Regions from separate parts of the Mus musculus genome. Here regions 1, 2 and 3 are each linked to region 4. A link is a contact called in public Hi-C and HiChIP or PLAC-seq data. All regions are on one chromosome and are shown on one strand. Each heading gives the region's core, a stretch centred on a gene start, on an enhancer-like site or on the middle of the called end of the contact. The rest is flanking DNA. Distances are from core to core; before and after follow the strand shown.

Region 1 (2,965 bases), core at 404-2,903, 860 kb before region 4:
ATGGGCTATTGCCTGAGTGTGCCCACCCCGTTCTCAGCTGGTTAGGATGCTTATGGCTTCCCTCAGAGTCTCCTTTCAGTTTGATCATCTGATCATCTGGAGCCTCAGCTCAGAACAGCAGATGGGCAGATGAAGTGCACTGGGTACTTAGAGGCTTCTGGGCTGACATCTCAACTGTGGTCCATCTCACTCTGGTGCGCACTGCTCGAATGCTAACAGGGCTGGCCCAGGGGCTGTGATACCACTTGGTTTCTTAGAGATTCAGTCCACACCTCCCTGAGGGCTTTGACAGGAGCTACAGAGCTACAGAGACATGAGTATGTGCGGCTGAGGTGCTTGATTGCTCCTCAGAAGTCAGTCCACTGAATTCATTTTCTCCTCACTAGGAAATCTGAGCCACAACCACAATACCATGTTCACAAGCCAAAAGAGAAAATTCTTGAAGCTACTCAGAAAAATAATGACTATGTGTTTTTGTCATTCTTTTAAGTATTCTTTCTGAGGTTTAACTCAAAGTATTGCCTGCCTGCCTGCCTGCCTGCCTGCCTGCCTGCCTTCCTTCCTTCCTTCCTTCCTTCCTTCCTTCCTTCCTTCCTCCCTTCCTTCCTTCTTTCCCTTCTTCCTTCCTTCCTTTTTCCTTCATACAATGCTCTGATAGAACTCAGAAGGAATAAATGAAAAGCCAGGCAGTAGCCTGCAGGTAGGAGCTTGCTTGTCTCCTCCCTCTATGGAGTCTTCTCTTTTTCAAGGTTAGGTACTGGTATAGTTATGTCCTTCGAATTTTGGAGAGGGGTGCTAGGGTGTTGACGAATATGGGGAAATGCATAGTGCTCCATGGTAGAGTTGGGAAGAAGGGATGGCAGGCTCATGGACTCCCTCTAGAGTGCTGTACTTATTTAAAAGGCTATGAGTTTGATTGATTGCATTCAGCTAACCCTAAAACACTCTGGAGTCCTCCTGTGTACAATGGTCTGAATTGGGTGGTACAAAGACCTCTTAAACTTGCTCCTAACTGAAAAGGGGCACAATTAAGTCATTAGTCTTCCTTTGTGTGTCTGCTTCACAGTTTACACAGAGCAGAGAATGTAACTGAGTAGACACTTTGTCATCAAGGACCGCTGCACCTCCCCAAGTGCACTGTGAGTTGAAACGGCACTACCTAAACACCCTGTGAGTTCACGTCAGCCAAGTCAGCAGCTTGGCTGCACAGGGACAGGATTGACTTCTCTCCTGGACAGTCCTTGAAGTGCCAGGAAGCCTGCCAGCTGCAAGGACCAGCAGCAAGTCAGTCCTTAGACTGTGGTTCCTGTGGACCAGGCATGTGCACTTGAGAGAGACAAAGTGAGTAGAGGAAGATTAAGATCATATCTAATCAAATCAAACTTTAAAATGAAAAGGACGTTTCATTTGACATTAAGAAAAGAAAATCCTATAAAATATCAAATATGGAGCCAGCAGCTAAAATTCACAGAATAACAAAATATCAGAGCAAGACAATCTCCTAGAACGGTCTGTCCACATCAGCCATTCACGGGTGGGGCCGCCAGCAGCACTTGGCCATCCTTCTCTTTGGCAGTGTGTGTAGGGTGGAAATGCACCTAATATTACTTGGTTGGGGAAGACAGAAGCCATTTTCTCTGAAGATATTTTGGCTGCTGCTTACAGGCTCATGGAGCACGAGAAATGCTTTGATGTGGAATATGTCTGGTTATGGGGCTTGCCTGAGCTGCGGGGGATTTCCACTCTCTCCCACGTGATGTTTGGCAGCCAGAATTCCTTTAATGCCCACCATCAGAGCACTTCTCCTTACTGTTCCTCTGCCCAGCCCCTTCAGTAGTCTCTGCACTCTGACAATAAATGGCTCAGAAAACAGATGAGAGATGTGTAAATTTACCTTTTTCCCCTAGGGATGATCGGAGCGTTCGAAGCTCCTGTCGTGCAGAGTTTCACTTCTCACCAGTGATGACTTGCTTTCATGATGCAAGCTTTGTCTTCTGTTTCATATTCAGTTTTCTAAGCAACCACATAAGCAAATATTTAATTTGTTTTCATTCACTCTTGTAGTACTGGATGGAACATAGATGAAACTGTACTGTTTGGTGGCCGTCGGAAGCTTGGGGATACCCAGAACAGTTTTGGTGTTGTACAGAAGGGCTGGCCCACCGGCAGTGCAAACAACTAAAGACACAGAGTAAACGGGATCACTGAGATGCATTAGCTCAGGCCACTGACGTTCACTACGTAGTTGTCATGGCTTCATTCAGACGGATCACTTCTTGTTTTTCTCCATTTGTGGACATCCAAGCCCTAAATGCATGGCTTTGAAGGCATCTCTAAATGTAATCCTGGCTTTTGTTTTCATAAGTGTATAAATTTTAACAGGCTACACATCTTGGGGTTTCAAGTTTCCAATGGTAGTGATGGTGATTCTACATAGAATGTTCAAGGAGGTTCTAGTCTAATAAGATACCTTACACTGTTGCTACAAATCCAAGCAGATGCTTAATCTTCTACCTTAAAAGACAGGGGAATGCTGGGCTGGAAAGAAATCACAAGTCATTTATCAACATCAAACTAGCTGTAGTAATGAGATCTTTGGTAAAGTGGACTTCACTGATGGTTCTTGAACACTGTGTACCTTGGCTTCCATCAACAGATCCTGTACAAAAGAAAACCAGTTAGTTACTACAGGGACATTAGTAAACTTTGTCAGGATCTTGTCTACCACAGCCTTGAAAGCCTCTGTAAAACCTTCTGTGAAAAAATTCTTAAGAGTTCAGTGTAAGAGAATTTTAGCTGTCTTCATCATGTTGTTACAGTTAATAGTAGGCAGCTTGCACTTAACTTTGGCTGGAGAGAGACCCTGCTGATTCTTTGGTAGGCTTCGAGGTTTACAGTTTCTATTACTTTTCTCCCTGCCCTCAGCATTACTAACGTTGACCCCACATATTATATTCAAGGCTGA
Region 2 (3,034 bases), core at 345-2,844, 940 kb before region 4:
CAACTAAGTTTCTGTGTGTGCCCCTCAACAACTGGGTAACTTTTGATCATATTTCACCAGATAAACAAAATGGCCTTTCAGTGTTTAAAAAGAAAAAACAATTGTGATAGTTTTGATTTTTTGTTGTTTTGTTTTGTTTGGGGGGGTTGTTTTTGTTGTTGTTTTTACATTAGTTGAAAGTCAGAGACAAAGACTAATGAACTTTCTAGAATCATTGCACTCTAGAATAACTGAGTTCAGCATTGCGGACACTGTGATGGACCATGCTTACTTGTCTTTGACAACAGAGTACATTCAGGCAGCACTCACTGAGAGCCATTTGGGGAACTGCCTGTGATTGTTTGGTCAACACATGAGGGGCATTAAGAAGTAACTGTGCTTCCATGTCTTTGATTTCAACCCTCATTTGGTCATCATTACAGCCACTCACTGTATATCACCATTGTATATCACAAATATATCACCAGTGGATGACTGTTCCTTTGCTTAAAGAGTACTGTGCACACAGAATGGTTCCAGGTACCAAGCATAGCCCCGTTCTTGCTTACCCTCTGTAAAATTAAGAAATTAGAACGTAATAGATGTTTCTGTCTGTTACATGCACAGATAGGTCTCAGGCCACCAGTGTTCACTGAGTATCTGTTCTGCTCACAGCCAGTTGAGCAGTTTTTGCAAGATTTGGAGAAGAATCATTCATACTTAACTGTGCCTCAGTTTCTTTAGCTATAAAATTAATGAATGTAATGCCACTTCTAGATAATTTCATTTACATGGCATCATAAATATCTTCCAGAGATGCATGGATGTGTTCAAATTATTAATAAACTCATTGTCTAGTAACAAAAACAATATCATTTCCTCTCTACTTACAAATAGAATTGTTTGCTATTGTTCTTGAAACAGATACTCACTCTGTAACCCTCACTGTCCTGGAACTTGCTATGTAAACCAAGCTGGCCTAGAACCTAGAGAACTCCATCTGCCTCTGTGCCTTTCTAGTGCCTGCAAAAAAAAAGGTATGAGTCACCTGCCTGCTAGAGTTATTGTTTAGCAGATCTTCATGACCTACTTTCAAGCTCTGTTGTAAGGATGTTACATAAAAAGCCTGTTGCCTAGATACTGAAGTATTAATAGCCCCATTTTACAGAAGAGGAAACTGAGTCCAAAACCAGGAACATAGCAGGTCCAGTGCCACAGGCACAGCCATGGTGGAATTCTGCTCCTCTGGTCTGCAGTCCTGCTGGCAGTATCAGCCTGGAATCAAGCAAGTGGCTGTTTCTTTGAGGGGCCTGTATTACAGTTGAGAGAGGGAGGGAGGGAGAGATCCTGCAAAATTTTAGATGTTTCTGTTCTGATCTTCCCTAGCATGTCAGGCCAACTTCCTCCTCACCAGATGTCACTGCAGCTTGGAGGCAGGCCTGCCCTTGGCTCTAGATGCCATTCTTTGACCAGAATTCCACTCTCCCTCATCCTCTTGCTGCAGACTCATCTAAGCTGCAAGACAGATGCTGCAGAATTCAGCAAAGTCTTGACAGGCACCTCATCACTTTACAGCAGCTGCATTTCCCTGGACCCACCTTCAAACTGAATGAGTAACCAACAGAGTCTTGGTTGAGCTTCCTCATAAACCACACCGACCAGTTCCAACAGTCTTCCTGTGTGTGTGTGTGTGTGTGTGTGTGTGTGTGTGTGTGTGCATGTGTGTGTCTGTGTGTGTCTGTGTGTGTGTGTGTGTGTGTGTGTGCATGTGTGTGTCTGTGTGTGTCTGTGTGTGTGTGTGTGTGTGTGTGCGTGCATGTGTGTGTCTGTGTGTGTCTGTGTGTGTGTGTGTGTGTGTGTGTGTGCATGTGTGTGTCTGTGTGTGTCTGTGTGTGTGTGTGTGTGTGTGTGTGCATGTGTCTGTGTGTGTCTCGCAGCCTTTGGAGAAGGACCACTTTAGGAGCTCTCACTGGTGTAGTTCCTAGATGACTATTTTATCAGCATGTTGGGTTTTGTTTTAACCTAGACTTGCATCTGCCCTCCCACAGCATTTAATGAAGAGGTCTTTGACATAAATCTCTGAAAACAAAAGCTACATTATGCATCCTGTGCATGCAGAGCCGTCAGGGATGCTTCTCTGTGAGATGCATAATTAGAAACTTAGCTCTGTGCTGAGAGTGGGGAGCTGCGATGGGTTAATAAAACACCGCTTCTCAGCTCCTTTTCTGCTCAGAATATGAATTAGGATATGCAGAAACTAAATGACAGGAGCAGCCCAGGGAAGAAAAATGCCTTATTTTTATTACTGTAATATTCTTCATCCTATATTCTGTCATACCACAACCTAGTTCCAGAGACCTGAAGCAATGACTGTTCAAAAAAAGAATTGTCTGAGGTGACTGTTTCTTTGTGCATGGATAAAAAGCCTTCTCTAAATCTATTTTTGTATTGTTTTTATTTAGAAATTTTTAGCTGAAGTACAAATATATGAGTTTAAGGCATAAACTATGCTGTTTTTACTGTAATAATTACCACAAATTTTTATTCAACACTGTTGAGAAGTTTTGTGTGTGTGCACGTGCGCTCTGCATTCTCCTTATTTATCGTTCACTGATGGCACTTGGATTGTTATTATGACTTGGCTGCTGTAGTAGTACTGTAATAACGAACACGAGAGTCCAGAGCTCTTCCAGAGCTGATTTGCACGTATGCACAGACCTGGCGTGGCGGGAGCTTAAGCTAGTTCTCTATCCGGCTTGAGGCCCCTCTCCACTGGTTTCACATTGACTGTCCCAGTTTCAGTCCCACCCAGCAAACAACTTTCCCTTTTTCTGCATCGTCATAGCCATCCTAGGAGATGGCAGGTGACTTCTCATTGCCTCCATCGTTAGCATTAAACATCCTTTCAAGTACTGTTGGAAATTCATAGGCTTCCTTTGGAGAATGTTTATTTGAGTCCTTTGCCTAATTTTTAAATTGAGTCATGTCGCTTTGTTACTTTTATATAGTTACTGATATATTTTGGATATTAATTTTGTATTTGATAAATACTGAT
Region 3 (3,033 bases), core at 167-2,666, 780 kb before region 4:
AGCAGGAATGGCCCATTCACGTATCTCAACCATTTGCAAGTGATATAGATTTTGGGGTGGGCCAATTCAGAGCTCTGGATATGGGCCTGGTGGCAGCTGTGCCAGTCAGTGAGCCACCGGGGTGAGTTCTCTAGCACTGTTCTGGCCAGGCCACCCAATGCCACCATTGGCAGGAGGCAGGGTCATTTCTTCTGCTCTCATGGTCTCCGGCCAGCTCACCAGCACTCATGCCTCCAGAGACAACTCCACTGTGCTGCCCAGTCATAGCAGGAGGGGCTGTGGGGAGCACTTTTCCAAGTGCTGTAGCCTGCAAGGGGCTGGGCCAACTCTCCTACTCTCACACCCCCTGAGCTGGCTCACCCTTGACTTCACCATCAGGGCCAGCTCTCCAGAGCACTACAGCCAGTGAGGGGGCAGAGCTAGTTCTCCTCTGGGCCAGCTCTCAGTATTGCTCATAGGAAGGGGGAGGGACCCATGCCACCTCTTGACAGGTGAGTTGTAGAACCAGCTCTCCTACACTCTCTCCTAGGGTCAGTTCTCCTGTCTGCCTTCAGTAGTGAGGGGGTGGAAGGCATCTTCCCCCATCCAAGACCACTTCATAGCAGAGAAGTGATAGGGTCAGCTCTCCCTCACTGATACCCTCCAGCAATTAACCCACACCCCATCCGGGACAGCTCACTGGGACAAGCTCTTCCATCTGCCTCAGATGGTGAGGGGTGAGGGTTGGGGGGGGGTTCGCCTCTCATGTACTTAAACTTTAAATTTAAATCAAATTTCATCACAGGTACCCCAGTCATACTTTAGAAAAATGTATCTATAGTGTTTGTTGCTATTGCTGGTACTGGGCAGTCACTGTGGTCTTGGAATGTGTCCCCACCACTGAGTAGATAATCCACTCTTGATGGGCAGGCTCTGAAATAATTGCTGTATAGTGTGTCCATCTAGTCCTCAGAGATAGAAGAAGGAAATGGAGGTCTTGCTTCATAGGCAAGAACTCCAAGGCACAAGAGGTCATGCAGGGGCCCTAGATCTCACAGCAAAGAGAACGGGAATTGGAACCAGCTTTCTCTCAACTACAAAGTCAGGTGCTTCTCCATTCTCCCACAGCCTGGCAGCTCTCGGTCCTGTCCTTGGAAGTAACATCGAGCTGTCTCCCTCCCTCCCTCGTCTTGCCGCCCGTGCTTCTTGTCTGGCTTCCACGAGCTTCTGGATACATTGAATGAACTTGCTTTCTCCACTGAGCAGAAGAGTGATAACATGGGGCATCGGGCTGAACCTTTGTCTCTGACAAGCAGGAACTAGTTGACTACAAAGCCAAGGATCCAGCTTTCTCACTCTGTCAGTGGAACTCTTCTGGACAGCATCTTTCTGCACTGAGTAATCTCTGTGTGGATGGATAGGCAGTGTCTGCAGTGCCCACTGGTCATGCCTCGTCTATTCTGGGAGGTGTCAGGCATACCATCCAAGAACACAGAGTAGCTGCTCTGTCACAGATGGAAAAGCAGACTATTGTGGATGCTGTAGGAGATAGGTTTGGGCTGCATGTGAGGAAGGGTTTTATTTCAAGTTCAGAGCTAGTTTGGTTGCCACGGTGAACCCAGTGGTTGTATAATAGAAGTCTTCCCTCCCTCACCAAGACTCTGACCCATTGTTCCTTCTTTCCAGGCGGCTCCATAGCCCTGTACCCCTTCAGAAAATACCCCCCATACTTTGAGCTGGGGGGAGCACTAGTTAATCTTCAAGTAGTTCTGATGATGGTTCACTTTATTACTCTTTCTATTTTGTTTTAAGATATTTATTGCTCAGCTTTTTCACATTAAGACTGACACAAATATGAATATTTACAGGATGCAGTAAAATATTTTGAGCTATGTGTAATGATACAGTAATCAAGGTGCTTGGCATATCCGTCACCTCAGACATTCGTCATCTCTTTGTTTTGAGAACATTTAAAGTCCTCTTGTAGATAATGTAAAATATTCAAAACAGGGTCACTAGCCAGGGTCATCTGCTTTGCCACAGATCACTAGAGCCTGCTCCTTTCACCTTCCATAACTTTGTTGATCTTTCATCCCCACCCCAGCCTCTGGCAGCCCCCGCCCCTATTTTTTTTGTGAGACCAGCTTCTTTAGGCCCCACAAATAAGAGAGAGCACACACTGTGTCCCTTCTGTAATTGTCTTACTCCACTGAGCATAGCATCCTCGGGACCACCCATGCTGCTGCGATGACACCATCGCACCTTTTTAAAGACTGAGTAGTATTCCATTGAGTAAGTGTTCTTGATTTCTTCTTCCATTCACCCCCTGCCGGATGCTTGTGGTAATCTCATATCTTGGCTTTATGAATACTGTGCCAATAAGCATGGGGTCCAGGTCCTCTCAACACCTGTTAAAACCTCCTTTGGATGCATACCCTGAAGGGGATTGCTAAACCCTTTTAGGCATAAGCTTGACAGTCCTTTCACTGATCCAGACTTGACTGTTCTCAATCCCACGCAGCTTTCTCTTTGGTCTAAAGTTAGGAGTCTCGGAGGAGGAGGCACTAAAACAGAATCCCCCTCTGCTGGCTTGTCCCGCTGGCCTGCCTCCTCTCCCCATAGTTCACATGGGATTGCCCATCCTGGTTCTCAGTTTCTGCCTGAGCATCCGGACTTGGGTGGGAGGTGGAATTGGGTAAGCCTTGACGTTCAGAGTGGAGCAGGGAACAGGACCAAGGTGAAAGCAAGTCATGTGTTTTGTTTCCCCTAGTTGGACCCTGAAAGGGGGTGGGGGTGATGTCAGGCTGGTTGGGAGAAGCACAAGATGTTGTGGTATTGGCACAGCAGACCATCCTGAATCACTCAGGAGCAGACAAGGATGGTCACGTATGGCTGCCTGTGTCCAGTGTCTACAGGCAGAATGACCCAGATTTCTTTTTTGGTTTCTTCAGTGTCCAACTCTGTAACTAGACGAATAGCACCATGCCAGTGCACATGGTATCTCCCATGTGCTGACGAGGAGACCCTTAGATATCCCTGTCGCCTGCAGAGTGG
Region 4 (2,797 bases), core at 287-2,786:
TGTTGGGTAGATCCAGGTCCACACCTTGCACCTGTGTGCCTCTGGTCCCCTCGAGAGCGCAAAGTTAGACCCGCCCTCATTCTGCCCCTTCCTGTGCCCGGGTGTTGGAGTCCTTTCCTTTCAACTTATCCCTTCCCCATGTCTCTCCCTGAGCCCCGGTCTCACTCACAGCCCCACTAGCCCGGCCCTTGGCCCACATTAGACTCTTTCATCTCCATTTTGTGAGTTTATCCCCGCAGATCCCTGCAAACTCCTGGAGGTCAGAGCTGAGCACCTCTGTGTTCCTTTTTCCAGGCAGGTTGTCTACACATGCTATTAAACTAGACAGGCGCTCTTCCTCATCCCTCCTTTCCCACTCGCCCAATGCTCAGAAATCAAACAAAGCCAGAGGGACCAGGACACGCCCTGGAGGAGCAGGAGGGGACCTGGGACCAGCTTCTCCTGTCTATCAGTAATTAGAGCGGTGGGGGAGGGGCTGCCCTTGGCACAGACAGGTCCTTAAAGGCTGCTGCCCCAGAAACTGCCTTCAGATCGACAGCCAAGGGAATCGCGATGAAAAATTCATCAGCTTCTTACTTTCCGCGGCCCAGCTGCGCCTAGCAGATGACCTCGGCGGGGACAAGCCCGCTGTGAGACACCGTCTGGTCGCTTCGAGGGGGCCAGCCCAGGCCTGCCGGGGAGCACTGCACCGCTGGGCTTTGTGCGTGCGCCATGAGCACGCGCCTATGAGGCCTAGAAGTACCACCGAGGTTTGACTGCTGGGGACCAGAGACAGTCATCGGACCTTTTGGTGCAAGCTACTGGGAGCCAGAGTGTCACTCTCTAGCAGGCGCCTGCGGTCCATCTTGCCCATCATACACTGTCCTACACAAGGCGCGACCTACTAGTGGAAGCAATACCAATTGGGTGGGCACCTGGGATCGTGGAAGCCCTGTAAGCTATAAAACTTCTAACCCTGGAGACTGGTCATCCTAACTAGACCTTACTTTCATGCCACCACCTCCCACCTTTGCTGGCCCCAAGCTGCCTCCTGAAGTTCTGGATGGGGTAGGTTCTCTTGAGCTGGGGTGGCCTGGGAGGATGACAGAGATCCAGTTGGGGAAATGCTACTGAGTTGCAGGTTTCTGGAGGCCTCTCCAGCCCCTGCCATCTGGGCACTGCACAGACAGACGCTGCGTGGGTCCCTAGAGCTTGCCACCTCCGCGCCACACTGCCAGCCATGCCGCTGCGGCTGCAGAAAAGCCTCACGTCCGAGATTGCTGGACCGTGGGTGGGGGTAGGGAGCGCAAAGCGAGACTAGGCGCGGGAGGCGGGGGAGCGGGGGGCCACTCCTGGACTCTGAATTTTAAAGTTGTTTTCTTGCAATCACACTTTAATATGCACCGATGTCTGGTCTGCGGACCACGCAATGTAGTGAGATGCCATGTTGGCCTCTTTGGAATCCGCAGTAGGTTTTTTTGTGCTGTTCTGCTGGGGAATCAAATGTGGTGATTAGGGAAGTTTTATATTCAGGTCAGGCTTTCCCAGGACTAGAGAATGTACTACAACTTAGGCCAACATCGCCATCTGGTGGTATCATCGAGGGACTCGAGCAGGTGTGGGGAGACCAGAGGAATGATGTCATGGTCTGCAATTTTTTTCTTGAGGGGCGGGATGCTGGCTGGCTGCGGATCTAGTATTGCCTGATGCATTGTTTCTCGGATTTGGGGTTTTGCTGTTATTCACAGGTGAATCACCAAGTAAGCAAGGGTCCTTCCTAAAACTAATACCTTACATTTCACCCCATTGCAGAATTGAATTTAAACCTAAAAGACCCAATGGCTTTGACAGTCTTGAAGCAGGACTCCTTATGTGATCTTTCCTGGGTCCGTCTAAGTTGTTCACTTGACAGCCCCTCCCCGAGGTGTTTCTCCCTCCGGAATTCAACTGCAGAATCATCTGTGTGTTCAGAGCCCGCTTGCATTCTTCTGAGTTTCCATTCCTTCAAGACTAAGGAACAGGCTTCACACTGCCTATAAGCATAGGGTCCCATCTTCAGAGGCATCTCCCTGGCTCCCTTAGTCACTCCTCTGTTCTTTGCTTTACCAGATCTGGATAGAAAAGCCAGCTCCCTTGCTCCTCTGTACTTCTGTCCTCAGCATCCCTCAACACTTTGCCCCTCACCTTAGCTCTAGCCAACAACTGACAGCAAGCACCATTCTGCCTTGCCCCTCGTCCCACCCAAGGCTAAGAAGAAAGGGTGGCCTGAGGTCGCTGAGTGGGCTGGCTGCACATTGAAGGTTCAGGTGAGACCGCAGTGCCGCTTGATGGTGAGCCGGCGTTGATTCCTGCACTGCAGATCTTCTCAGTTTCTTCTCCTCTTTAGCTTTGTGTCTGTACAATACTTGGCTAGTTCAGAAGCAGATCCTCCCACTTTCCAGACACTCTTGCTCCTCAATGTTGCCTCTTCTACCTTAAAGTAGTTGTGTCACTGCCTGGCCTTTTATTCTCTCTTACTTCGGAGGAGGAAAAACAAGAAAACAAAAACACAAAACAAAACAAAACAAAAAAAACCTTTCATCTTTTGCAAACCCTGTGTATCTGCTTTTACCTGCAACACAAACTACTGCCTGCAAGTAAACAGGGGTGGGGAAGAAGAAGCCCCTAAGAAAATGTACAGAAAGAATGGCTACTAGCATTCTCAGAAGAATGGATAAAAATACTGAATGCATTTTATATATGTGTGTGTGTACAAGAATAAATATATATATGACTATATATGTGAATACATATTGTATACACAAGAAAGGGAATAGTA

Evidence for each region. A called contact is a pair of places that touch in the nucleus more often than the background predicts. HiChIP or PLAC-seq counts read pairs in DNA pulled down with a chosen protein or histone mark.
Region 1: an H3K27ac HiChIP or PLAC-seq map of regulatory T cells shows a contact between it and region 4, with 8 times the contacts expected there. The contact joins two enhancer-like sites. A contact is called at or near these places in 6 of 484 Hi-C or Micro-C datasets (cerebellum, cerebral cortex, gonadal supporting cells and 3 more), 7 of 115 datasets of contacts at active chromatin or transcription factors (differentiating embryonic stem cells, embryonic stem cells, neural tube and 2 more) and 1 of 9 other capture datasets (embryonic stem cells).
Region 2: a contact with region 4 is called in a Hi-C map of cerebral cortex, with 5 times the contacts expected there. The contact joins two enhancer-like sites. A contact is called at or near these places in 1 of 15 datasets of contacts at CTCF or cohesin (the NIH/3T3 cell line), 5 of 484 Hi-C or Micro-C datasets (bone marrow-derived macrophages, cerebral cortex, double positive thymocytes and 2 more), 5 of 115 datasets of contacts at active chromatin or transcription factors (differentiating embryonic stem cells, embryonic basal ganglia, embryonic hindbrain and 2 more) and 1 of 9 other capture datasets (embryonic stem cells).
Region 3: a Hi-C map of cerebral cortex shows a contact between it and region 4, with 14 times the contacts expected there. The contact joins two enhancer-like sites. A contact is called at or near these places in 1 of 15 datasets of contacts at CTCF or cohesin (the NIH/3T3 cell line), 5 of 484 Hi-C or Micro-C datasets (the N1E-115 cell line, bone marrow-derived macrophages, cerebral cortex and 1 more) and 6 of 115 datasets of contacts at active chromatin or transcription factors (differentiating embryonic stem cells, embryonic midbrain, embryonic stem cells and 3 more).

Annotation. Positions count from the first base shown.
Region 1 is chr13:36,446,933-36,449,897 of GRCm38.p6, forward strand. The region is part of intron 6 of Fars2 (phenylalanine-tRNA synthetase 2 (mitochondrial)); the gene reads left to right. Among named protein-coding and RNA genes, the nearest start is that of Gm46409, 160 kb to the right of the region's middle. Within about 2 kb of position 1,654, at least 22 of the 459 cell types and tissues checked have an H3K27ac peak or open chromatin away from gene starts, as enhancers often do. A contact at or near this core is called in regulatory T cells, where this site is marked.
Region 2 is chr13:36,366,862-36,369,895 of GRCm38.p6, forward strand. All of the region lies in intron 5 of Fars2 (phenylalanine-tRNA synthetase 2 (mitochondrial)), which reads left to right. Among named protein-coding and RNA genes, the nearest start is that of Gm40912, 160 kb to the left of the region's middle. Within about 2 kb of position 1,595, at least 39 of the 459 cell types and tissues checked have an H3K27ac peak or open chromatin away from gene starts, as enhancers often do. A contact at or near this core is called in bone marrow-derived macrophages and cerebral cortex, where this site is marked.
Region 3 is chr13:36,530,650-36,533,682 of GRCm38.p6, forward strand. All of the region lies in intron 6 of Fars2 (phenylalanine-tRNA synthetase 2 (mitochondrial)), which reads left to right. Among named protein-coding and RNA genes, the nearest start is that of Gm46409, 81 kb to the right of the region's middle. Within about 2 kb of position 1,417, at least 22 of the 459 cell types and tissues checked have an H3K27ac peak or open chromatin away from gene starts, as enhancers often do. A contact at or near this core is called in the N1E-115 cell line and cerebral cortex, where this site is marked.
Region 4 is chr13:37,311,180-37,313,976 of GRCm38.p6, forward strand. No RefSeq gene overlaps it. Among named protein-coding and RNA genes, the nearest start is that of Gm40913, 21 kb to the right of the region's middle. RefSeq lists an enhancer at 1-2,631. Within about 2 kb of position 1,537, at least 95 of the 459 cell types and tissues checked have an H3K27ac peak or open chromatin away from gene starts, as enhancers often do. A contact at or near this core is called in the N1E-115 cell line, bone marrow-derived macrophages, cerebral cortex and 1 more, where this site is marked.